2 separate regions of the Mus musculus genome follow, and region 1 is linked to region 2. The links are chromatin contacts, called in public promoter capture Hi-C maps. All regions are on one chromosome and are shown on one strand. Each heading gives the region's core, a stretch centred on a gene start, on an enhancer-like site or on the middle of the called end of the contact. The rest is flanking DNA. Distances are from core to core; before and after follow the strand shown. Region 1 holds the start of Myo18a (myosin XVIIIA). Region 2 holds the start of Sez6 (seizure related gene 6).

Region 1 (4,726 bases), core at 1,241-3,740, 150 kb after region 2:
CCAGGTCCCTCTCTGGATTCTATAGAAGCATTATCCTACCCACTAACCTCCCTCTGCAAAGCTGCCTAAACCCAACCAGTTCCACTACAGGAAGGCCTGGAACACAAGTCCAGTGTGTCTGCCTAGGTCTGACCTGCCTCTCTTAGCCTCCTCTGGACCCAGTAGACTTCGAGACTGGGTCATCACCCTGAGCATCCTCATCACCCCAAGCATCCTACTCCCCCTCACTGGGAGCTGGGCTCTGCCTGCTTCCTCCCCACTTCCTCCCCTTTCCAACTTTATCACATCTGGCTAATCACTTAGTGCTGAAAGGTCCCAGGCAAGTCACTCATTGCTCAGGCTGCAGGACATAGATCTGGACAATGCTAAAACACACAGCTGGACAAGAACAATGACTGAAGGCCACCTAGTCTGTCATACACCATGTCCACACAGGACATTCAAAATTCTTTTACTCTCCCTGCACCAAAAGATTACCAAGGTTATAAGACTTGGTGTTCCACGGAGACCTAACCATGCATTTGATTTGAGTGCTCTCCTGCCTCCCACTGGAGTTCATGGCGATCACAACTAGTGGATCTCACAGACAGTCAGACTGCAGACTGTCTTTGTAGTGTAGATAAACCTAAACCACAACCATTGTTTATAAGTTCTTTATGCCCTGACTCCTAGTATCTTGCTCACTCGGGGTGAGAGGACATCTCACCTAGAACTATAACCATGGCAGCTAGACATCCCAGATAGCCATGATTTTAGGTCATTTGCCATATTGTTTTCACCCCTGAAATCTAAACAACATGGGCTTCCTATACTCACAGCTTCTCAGATCTCAAAGTGGCACCTGTTAACCTACATCTCCAATTGAGGGCTCAACAAATATAGTACCCAAGCCTCTAAGCTATAAGCTATGATGAAACTTGAACACTTTCTCACCAACTACCCACTGGCATCTCTCTCTCTCTCTCTCTCTCTCTCTCACACACACACACACACACACACACACACACACACCCTGCCCCCGATAGTACCAGGCCAAAGCTGATCTTAACCCAATGCCCTTGAAAACTCACAAGGTTTACTTCAATCACTTCAATCCAAAAGGGCATTGAAGGGAACCTCAGACCCGGATGTCCAGCTGAATTGCTAAGGACTTTCTCCCAGTGAACTTTTGGGGGGTTTCCTTCAGCTTCTTGACAAGGCACAGAAGAAGCAAAGGTGTTTAATGAGTTTCCAGAGGGGCACCCTCTCCTGGACTGGCTTCTCCCTATTGGCCCAGCTCCCCATTTCCACACTCGCTAAGATCTGCTCACAGTTCCTGGGTACCCTCAAGCACCCATTTAAGTACACTACCGAGAGATGCTCACATACACAAACTCTTTGCTCACCCCTGATACCCAGGGAAGCACTCACATCAGCCGGCTCCCTGCGGTGTCCCTCGCCAGTCCGAAGCCAGCTCCGGCTCAGCTCGCTAAGCTCTGGGATGGGCTGTACCTTGAGCCGCACACTGTCCCCAGACTGCCGGATCATCTCCACAATTTCATCCCTGGATTTATTCTCCACATTCTGTCCATTAATCTCCACCAGTCGATCTCCTGGTACCAGCCCCAAGGCCAGGTCCTTGGTGCCTGCCCCTGGCTCAGCAAAGTGAACCACCCGTCGATAAGCCTGACCCTCAGGGGCCCGATCCAGCATGGTTGTGCGCCGCAGTGAGAAGCCAAAGTCTCCTGTGGGTCTTCGTTGTAACTCCAGCTCCCGGAGAGCAGGAGGTGGTGGTGGCACCAGAGCGGGAAGACGTAGATCAGCTGGGAATCTTTTAGTCACCAGCTCAGGGACTCGAGACCGTGGTCCTGGTCGAGGAATGCCTAGCCCAGGATGCTGCATTAGCTGTCCCTCAAGCGTCCGCACCTCTACCTGAGGTGATGGGGCTGCAGAGTGCTCTGAGGGGGTTGAGGTCTCCGAGGCACTCTCATCCCGGCTCCGTTGAGAGAAGGAAAAACGTTTGACAATCATCTGAGAGTTCTGCTTGGCCAGTGAACCGAACTTGGCTGCCCGCTGCAGCACAGAGCCCCGGAAGCTGCCTTCTTCACCCTTGAGGTCATCACTGGAGCTGGCTGTGCTTAGGTGTCCTGAGTCCAGGATGATGCTACCCCGATTGCTGTCAGAGTCAATGTCCGTCAGGTGCAGGTCAGAGCCACTGGCCACCTTGATAGGGATGGGGTTGGAGATTTCCAGGCGCGTCTTAGATTCCCGCTTGGAGGACCGGTTCAAGTTGAAAAAGCCACGGCGCATGCTCATCTCTTCCAGGCTCCGCAGTTCTGCCGCAGACATCCTCTCCTTCTTCTCCTTTTTTTCCTTCTTCTCCTTCCGCCCGCCATCTTTGTCCTTATCTTTCTTCATGAGGTTAAACATGGTGGGTGTGCTGTTTTTAGGGGTTGTATCCCCAGCTGACTATGAGTGCTTAACACAGGGTCTTTGGACCCCACCTTGTAGCTGCAAGTAGAAACAGAGAAAAGAAATTCAGGGTTTTTTTCCAGTTCAGACAGAGGCAGCGGATACTGATAAACCAGTCACCCCTTGTGGAGTGCTACTGATGTACCAGGCAACCTGATTTACATAATTTTTTCTAATTTCACTTCACCCTTTAGACCAAAGCATAGGTGTGCCTGGAGAGACTTGACTTACAGAAAACACAAATTGCAACCTGGAACATAAACGGAAATGGAACACAAAAGGAAACGGAAGGGGCTCTGCAGCATCACCTCCCCACAGGCAGTCCACTGAAGCGATGGGCATCCCACGTGACTGCCCCCCCATGGTATCCCCAGAGCCGCAGCCTTAGCCCCTGCCTCAAAGACCTTGGAGGGTCCAACTTTTTAAAACAATATTCATTTGTATGAGAGTTTTGCCTGTCTGTATGTGCATCACATGGACATCCATGTGGACGCTGGGAGCTGAATCCTGCTCTGGAAGAGTAACAGGTGCTCTTAACCACAGAGCCATCTTTCTAGCACCTGGGATTAGCATTTATATGACGTGTGTTTGTTTGTTTGTTTGTTTGTTTGTTTGTTTGTTTTTCCAGACAGGGTTTCTCTGTGTAGCCCTGGCTGTCCTGGAACTCACTCTGTAGACCAGGCTGGCCTCGAACTCAGAAATCCACCTGCCTCTGCCTCCCAAGTTCTGAGATTAAAGAGATGCACCACCACTGCCCGGCTTTACGATGTGTCTTATCGGGAGCTTCACACATACCCCTTCCTATTCAGTCCTCACAGGTGAGAAAAATGGCTCTTGGGAAATTAAGGATGTGTTAGGGGCTAGTCATCAAATGAGTGGCTGTGCTGCTGTGTCCCATCTGATGCCCTGGGTGCCCAAAGTAAATCGGGAAGGGAAGGAAGAGGAAGTCCAGACTGCACACAGGACAGACAGTTGCGAGGTGGGGGTGGCGTGGGGTCGGCTAGATAAACAGGATCCTGAAAAACTCACATCCTTTTCCCCAGACCAATGCCTAAATATAGCCTAGGGAAGAAAGTTGTGGCCGCCTGAGAGAGAAGGCCGGATCCAGGATGTGAGAGCACCTAGGGCCCTAACCTACCCCCATTCTCATGCATACCCGATTAGGGGCAGGAGTAAGAAAAACCTGGTTGGGAGGGGGAGGGGGGAAGCCCCAGAGGGCCTTTCTTGTTCTAACCAGCAGGGAACACAAAATAAAAGTAGGCCACACCGTCTAATTAGAAATTAAGTGTAATTTCTCTCTCTCCATGAATGCCTCCCCTCTGAATTCCAGACAGAGGGTCTCTGAGCTTATTCCCTCCAGCAATGGCCTATTGCCAGGCCCTGGCTAGGCATTTCCTCTCTCCCCAACCCCCAAAGCAAGGCAAGGCCCTCCACTATCCCCTTTCCACTGAGGGACAAGCTCCCACCAGCCAAGGTTCAACGCCCAGGCAGGCAGTGAGACCAGGAACTCCCAAGCTAATTGCTCACAAGTTTGATTCTGTATAATCACACATGGCAACCCACAGACATCTGGAACTCCACTTCCAGGAGACCCAATGTCCACTTCTGGCCTCATGGGCACCAGGCACATTTGTGGCCCAAACACATACATGTAAGCAAAATGCCCACACACATAAAATAAATAAATAAATAACAATTAAAAAGAAAGAAATTGCCAGGCAGTGGTGGCGCACGCCTTTGATCCCAGCACTTGGGAGGCAGAGGCAGGCGGATTTCTGAGTTTGAGGCCAGCCTGGTCTACAGAGTGAGTTCCAGGACAGCCAGGGCTACACAGAGAAACCCTGTCTCAAAAAGACAGACAGACAGACAGACAGACAGACAGACAGACAGACAGAAAGAAAGAAAGAAAGAAAGAAAGAAAGAAAGAAAGAAAGAAATTGGTGAATTTGGGCAGGGTGACACATACCTACAATTCTAAGTACTTGGAAGGCTGAGACAGGATCTTAAATTTAAGGCAAATTTGGCCAGTAACTAGAAACTTTGTTTAAAAAACAAACTAGATAAACTTAAGTTCCATTTACGGGCTGGCGAGATGGCTCAGTGGTTAAGAGCGCCGATTGCTCTTCCGAAGGTCCCGAGTTCAAATCCCAGCAACCAAATGGTGGCTCACAACCATCCGTAACGAAATCTGATGCCCTCTTCTGGAGTATCTGAGGACAGCTACAGTGTACTTATATATAATAAATAAATAAATCTTTAAAAAAAAAGGTTCCAT
Region 2 (4,257 bases), core at 116-2,615:
AGCAGACGCTAGGAACCATAACCATATGGCGAGGGACTTTGAGTCCCAAGTCAAAAGTGCAGTTTCGCGGACCCCAGCAGGCGATTAGTAAAAGCGGAGAATGACCTAAGCATTTGAAGACTCCCGAGACCACTTGCTTCAGACCCTTCCTGCTTCCCATTCATCTTTCCTCCAAACTCCCTTGGTGCTAACTCCGAGGCCAAGCGTTTCTTGACCGAGATCAATGAAGTTAGGACTTGACTCGGCGTCCGGGGCTGGGACAAACGGTGAGTTCCGCTAACTAGTCTGCGGCTCCGAGGTCGATAGAACCCGGCAGGAAGGCAGAGCCGAAGAGAAGCAGCGCTCCGTGCATGTGCGTGTGTGCATGTGTGTGTCTGTGTGCAAGAAAAGAATTTCAGGGAGGGCAGCCAGTCCCAGGACCTCAGTTGCTGCAACCCAGAGAAGAGCGAGGGGCTGGGCAGTGGGCTCTCAGGGTCCCCGGATATGTTTCCCCAGAATTGTGTTCTAGGTTCCAATCCTGACTTGACAGCGTCAAGGCAGAGGTAGGTGAGAGATGTCCCAGTCCCGGGTCCGGCCACCACCCGACCCAGTTCCTCTGCAGTGAGGATACGAGGGACCCAGAATAAGCGGCAAAGTCGAGCGAAGTTTGGAGACCAGCGGGGTAGGCAGAACGGCGGGCTGGTAGCTGGGCTGTCCGGACTCTGCACCCGCGACCTGCCGCCCCCCCCGCAACGCGCCCGGGCGCCCCTAGACGCCTGGAGTGGAGCGAGGGAGCGCGCGGGAGAGCGCGTGTGTGCGGGGAGGGGGTGGCGTGATGAATTGCAGCAGAGAAATCCCATTAGATCCGGGGAGATGATTAAAGGCGAGGTCTCGGCCGGGCGCGAATGGCGGGAGCCGCGGCGGCTTCCCGCCCGTAGAGCCCGCGCCCCGCCCGGCTGGGTCGGCGCCGGGGACAGCGCAGCCGGCGGGACGTGGTGCTTGGGAGGAACAACAGGACGCACGGAGCAAGGCGCCGGGATGGTCTTGCTTTCCTACCCCTGGGAGTCCGCGCCCGCCCCCGTCCTGTGGCCGGACGCCCGGGTCCCTTACCGTGAGCCAGGAGCGCCAGCAGCGAGGGCAGGAGCAGCAGGGCTGCTGGGCGCATGGTGCTGCTTGCGGCCGCGCCCCGGGTCGGGGCCGCGGTAGGGGAACTGGGGACTGGGAGAGGCGTGGGCGCGGGGGGCAGAGCCGGTCCCGGGGAGAGCAGCGGGGCCGCCGCCGCCGCCGCCAGCGCCTGACAGAATCAGCACCACGGCCAGCGCCTGGCGTCGGCGCCCGGGATCGCCGCGCGGGGCTGGGGGCGGGGGCGCAGGAGGAGCGGCTTACCGTAAAGTCTCAAGCAAAGGCGCAGAAGACCCAGCGGCAAGAGAACAGGCTTTCGAGCCCTGGGGAAAGGACTGCCCTGCTAATGTGGCACACAGCCCCCGCCTTCCCGAGCTGCCCACGCCCAGCCAAGCTTGCCACCCTCTCCCGGGTTTGTAGCTTACCAAGGTGTCAGGTTCTAATCGGATTCTCCATTAAAGAGAACACCCCCTCCTCACCTCTCTCTCCACCCCACCTTGGTACCTGACAGCTACAAGGGTGATCTGGAAAGATGCACATCAGTGAGGCAGCTGGTGAGGCCCGCCTGCCCTTGTGGCAGCTCCATCCTGGGCCGATAATGAAGACGGCTTTTGAACGTACAAAGGACAATAAATTATTACTTTGCGCTCAATAAATGCCAGGGCTCCAGGCAGCTGCATCAGCAGCAAACTGTGCTCACAGAAAAGCTTAATTATCCTGATATTATAGTTAAAAGCCAGTGGCACTTGTGTCCTGGGGAGACATTCTCCACTTGGTAGGGGGCAACCTGGGTCAAGCTGTGGGGTGCTGAAGGCAGCACCCTGGGTCCCCATGTAGCCATGGGGTTCCAGACCTTGCTTCCTCTATTTCCTCTGTAGAACAAGAATAGCCACAGGAACACAGATCTTTTATGCCAATACCAGCTTCGGTCTTGGAACTGACGAAGAAAATGGGATAAGCATGAATATCAGGGGTCTTTATGACTGTTTTAGTTTTAAATTTTCATTTTTTTTTTTACCAGGACCTGGCACATGATTCCATACTTGATAGATAGGGAGGGGCTCTACCACTGAGCTACACCTTCAACCCACCAGGTGTAGCTGATTGTTTCAGATGGAGGAAAACTTGAAGAAGGGGCAGTAACCCCAGAGTAGTTGGAATAGTCAATAGCACAGAAAAATAAGATCCCATGACTTTGTGACCTGAGGAACCCCAGTAAGCCATGGGCCAATAACAGGCTAGCCATAGCTGTGCAGAACTAGAGGCTATTATTCAGACCCAAGGGACATGGTTAGGCTTGTTACTGAATTTCAGTGGACTCAACAGGACACAACCACGTGGCTGATGTTAATATCTGTAGAGGAAGAAGGAGGCCCTCAAAGGGCAGCTTAATGTTGAGTTCTTTCCATGTGAACGTGGGTCAAACCCCAACAATTTGTCCACAGCACTTCCCCCATCTCATCCTGGAAGCAAGTGACTTCTGCCCTAAGTTTCATTCCTAGGAGAGTCTTTCGGTCCTTACAGTCTTCCAGCTTTGCTCCTTTGATGCTCTGTAGATCCTTTTGTGGGCTCTGGGGAGCCATCTTGCTTGCTGTAAAGAATCCCAGGCAGCAGGTGGCATGTGGAGTTATCTGGGGAAGATGCTGGGTGAGGATTTTGGACAGTTGTCTGGTGAATTGGAAGAGAAAGGAGAGTAGCAGAAGGGATGGCAGGTAGGGGAGCCTTTGAAGAAAAGATCAGAAATGTGGAGAAGCCAGGAGAGAGGGACGGAGGAAAGGGAAAACAAGACCTGCCCACAGAATGGGAGAACAGGCGCAGAAGTGCCTGACTGAAGTCTGGAAACGGGTGAGTGCCATGAGGCTCTTCCTTTCTCACAGGCATTCCTGACATTTCTCACATCCCTGGGTCCTTCAGGACTACACAGCTCTGGGAAAAGGGGGTTGAGCCACAATGCAGGATGAACCTGATCTATCAGGATAGTTCCTCCTGACTTAAAGGCTTCTGGAGGTCTCACCCGACTATCTTGGCAGTAGGGCTCTGGATGAGCTGGGGACTACCTATAAGAAGAAAGGTAAGGAAATTTTCTGGGAACCTGCAACATGGCCTTCCTGACTGCCTGGGATACAAGAGGGAGTCCATTGCAGACTACAATCCCAGGATACAACACTCTCTCCTGAACCCAGGGAATGGATCTGCACTGCATGACTAGAGTAATAATACGGTTTGCTGTCATTCTTTACTGAAGATCTGGTAAACATGGCTTCTGTGGAATGGGTTCCCAGCAAGCTTGAGGCAGAGCCTGGACCAATCTAGGGAGCAGTAGAGGTTTTGGTAAACATCCTTTCTCATGCCTTTCAAAGGGCCCATTCTTCCTAGACATCGGCATTGCCCATAATGGAGGGCAATAAAATGTCCACGGGGACAGTCATCTATATCAAGGCTTACAGTTTGAGAGTTTACTCTATTCATACACACAATTTGAAAAGTAACACTGGCCAGTGAGATAGCTCAGTGGGTAAAAGGCACTTGCTATCAAGCCTGGTAACTGGAGTTCTATGCCCTACGTCACATTAGGGGAGAATCAACTCCTGTAAGCTATTCTCTGGTTTTTGGACACACACACACACACACACACACACACACACACACACACCAGCCTGTGGTGACCTGCACAGCCCCCTTTACTGTGTCTACCCAGCTCTTTACTCTCAGAAGATCCTGATTTCCCTGTCTAATTTTTCACTACAGGTAGTTGCACGGCCTATGTGCCCTCTACTCAAACCTAGCCCAGGGACCAGTACATTCTAAATGCTCAATGAATATTGTAAATAAGTGAGGATCCCCAAAGCCTAAGGCAGGTCACAGATGCCATACGAAAGCTGAGTAAGAGGAAGATGGGGGGGTGAGGGGGACTTTGCTTTAAGTCAGTGAGGGCTTCAAACCATGCCAAATCTGCTTGTGTTTCAGCGAATGAAGGAGGGCAGGGTGGGGGTGTGGTTTATGTAACCAACATCATCGTGGAAACTGCCAGGGAGCTGTGGTCAGTAAGGAGATTGGTTCCACAAAGCAGAGCTTCCCACCCCATCAACCCCGTAGAAAAGAGTGAGTAACGCTGGAGTCATCTGTGGCTAGGCTGTAGGAGGTTCTTTGGTCATC

Evidence for each region. Capture Hi-C pulls out chosen DNA fragments and counts their contacts.
Region 1: a promoter capture Hi-C map of adipose tissue shows a contact between it and region 2. The contact joins the promoter of Myo18a here to the promoter of Sez6 in region 2. A contact is called at or near these places in 5 of 39 promoter capture datasets (the SN4741 cell line, cranial neural crest, embryonic stem cells and 2 more), 2 of 484 Hi-C or Micro-C datasets (beige adipocytes and embryonic stem cells), 2 of 115 datasets of contacts at active chromatin or transcription factors (both in embryonic stem cells) and 3 of 9 other capture datasets (adipose tissue, liver and pancreatic islet).

The regions. Positions count from the first base shown.
Region 1 is chr11:77,774,999-77,779,724 of GRCm38.p6, reverse strand. Myo18a (myosin XVIIIA) reads right to left here and starts at 2,490. Exons shown (of 41, transcript NM_001291213.1): 1 at 1,411-2,490. The coding sequence starts at 2,409.
Region 2 is chr11:77,927,947-77,932,203 of GRCm38.p6, reverse strand. Sez6 (seizure related gene 6) reads right to left here and starts at 1,365. Exons shown (of 17, transcript NM_021286.4): 1 at 1,090-1,365. The coding sequence starts at 1,144. Gm11190 (predicted gene 11190) reads left to right here and starts at 2,916. Exons shown (of 3, transcript NR_033549.1): 1 at 2,916-2,946.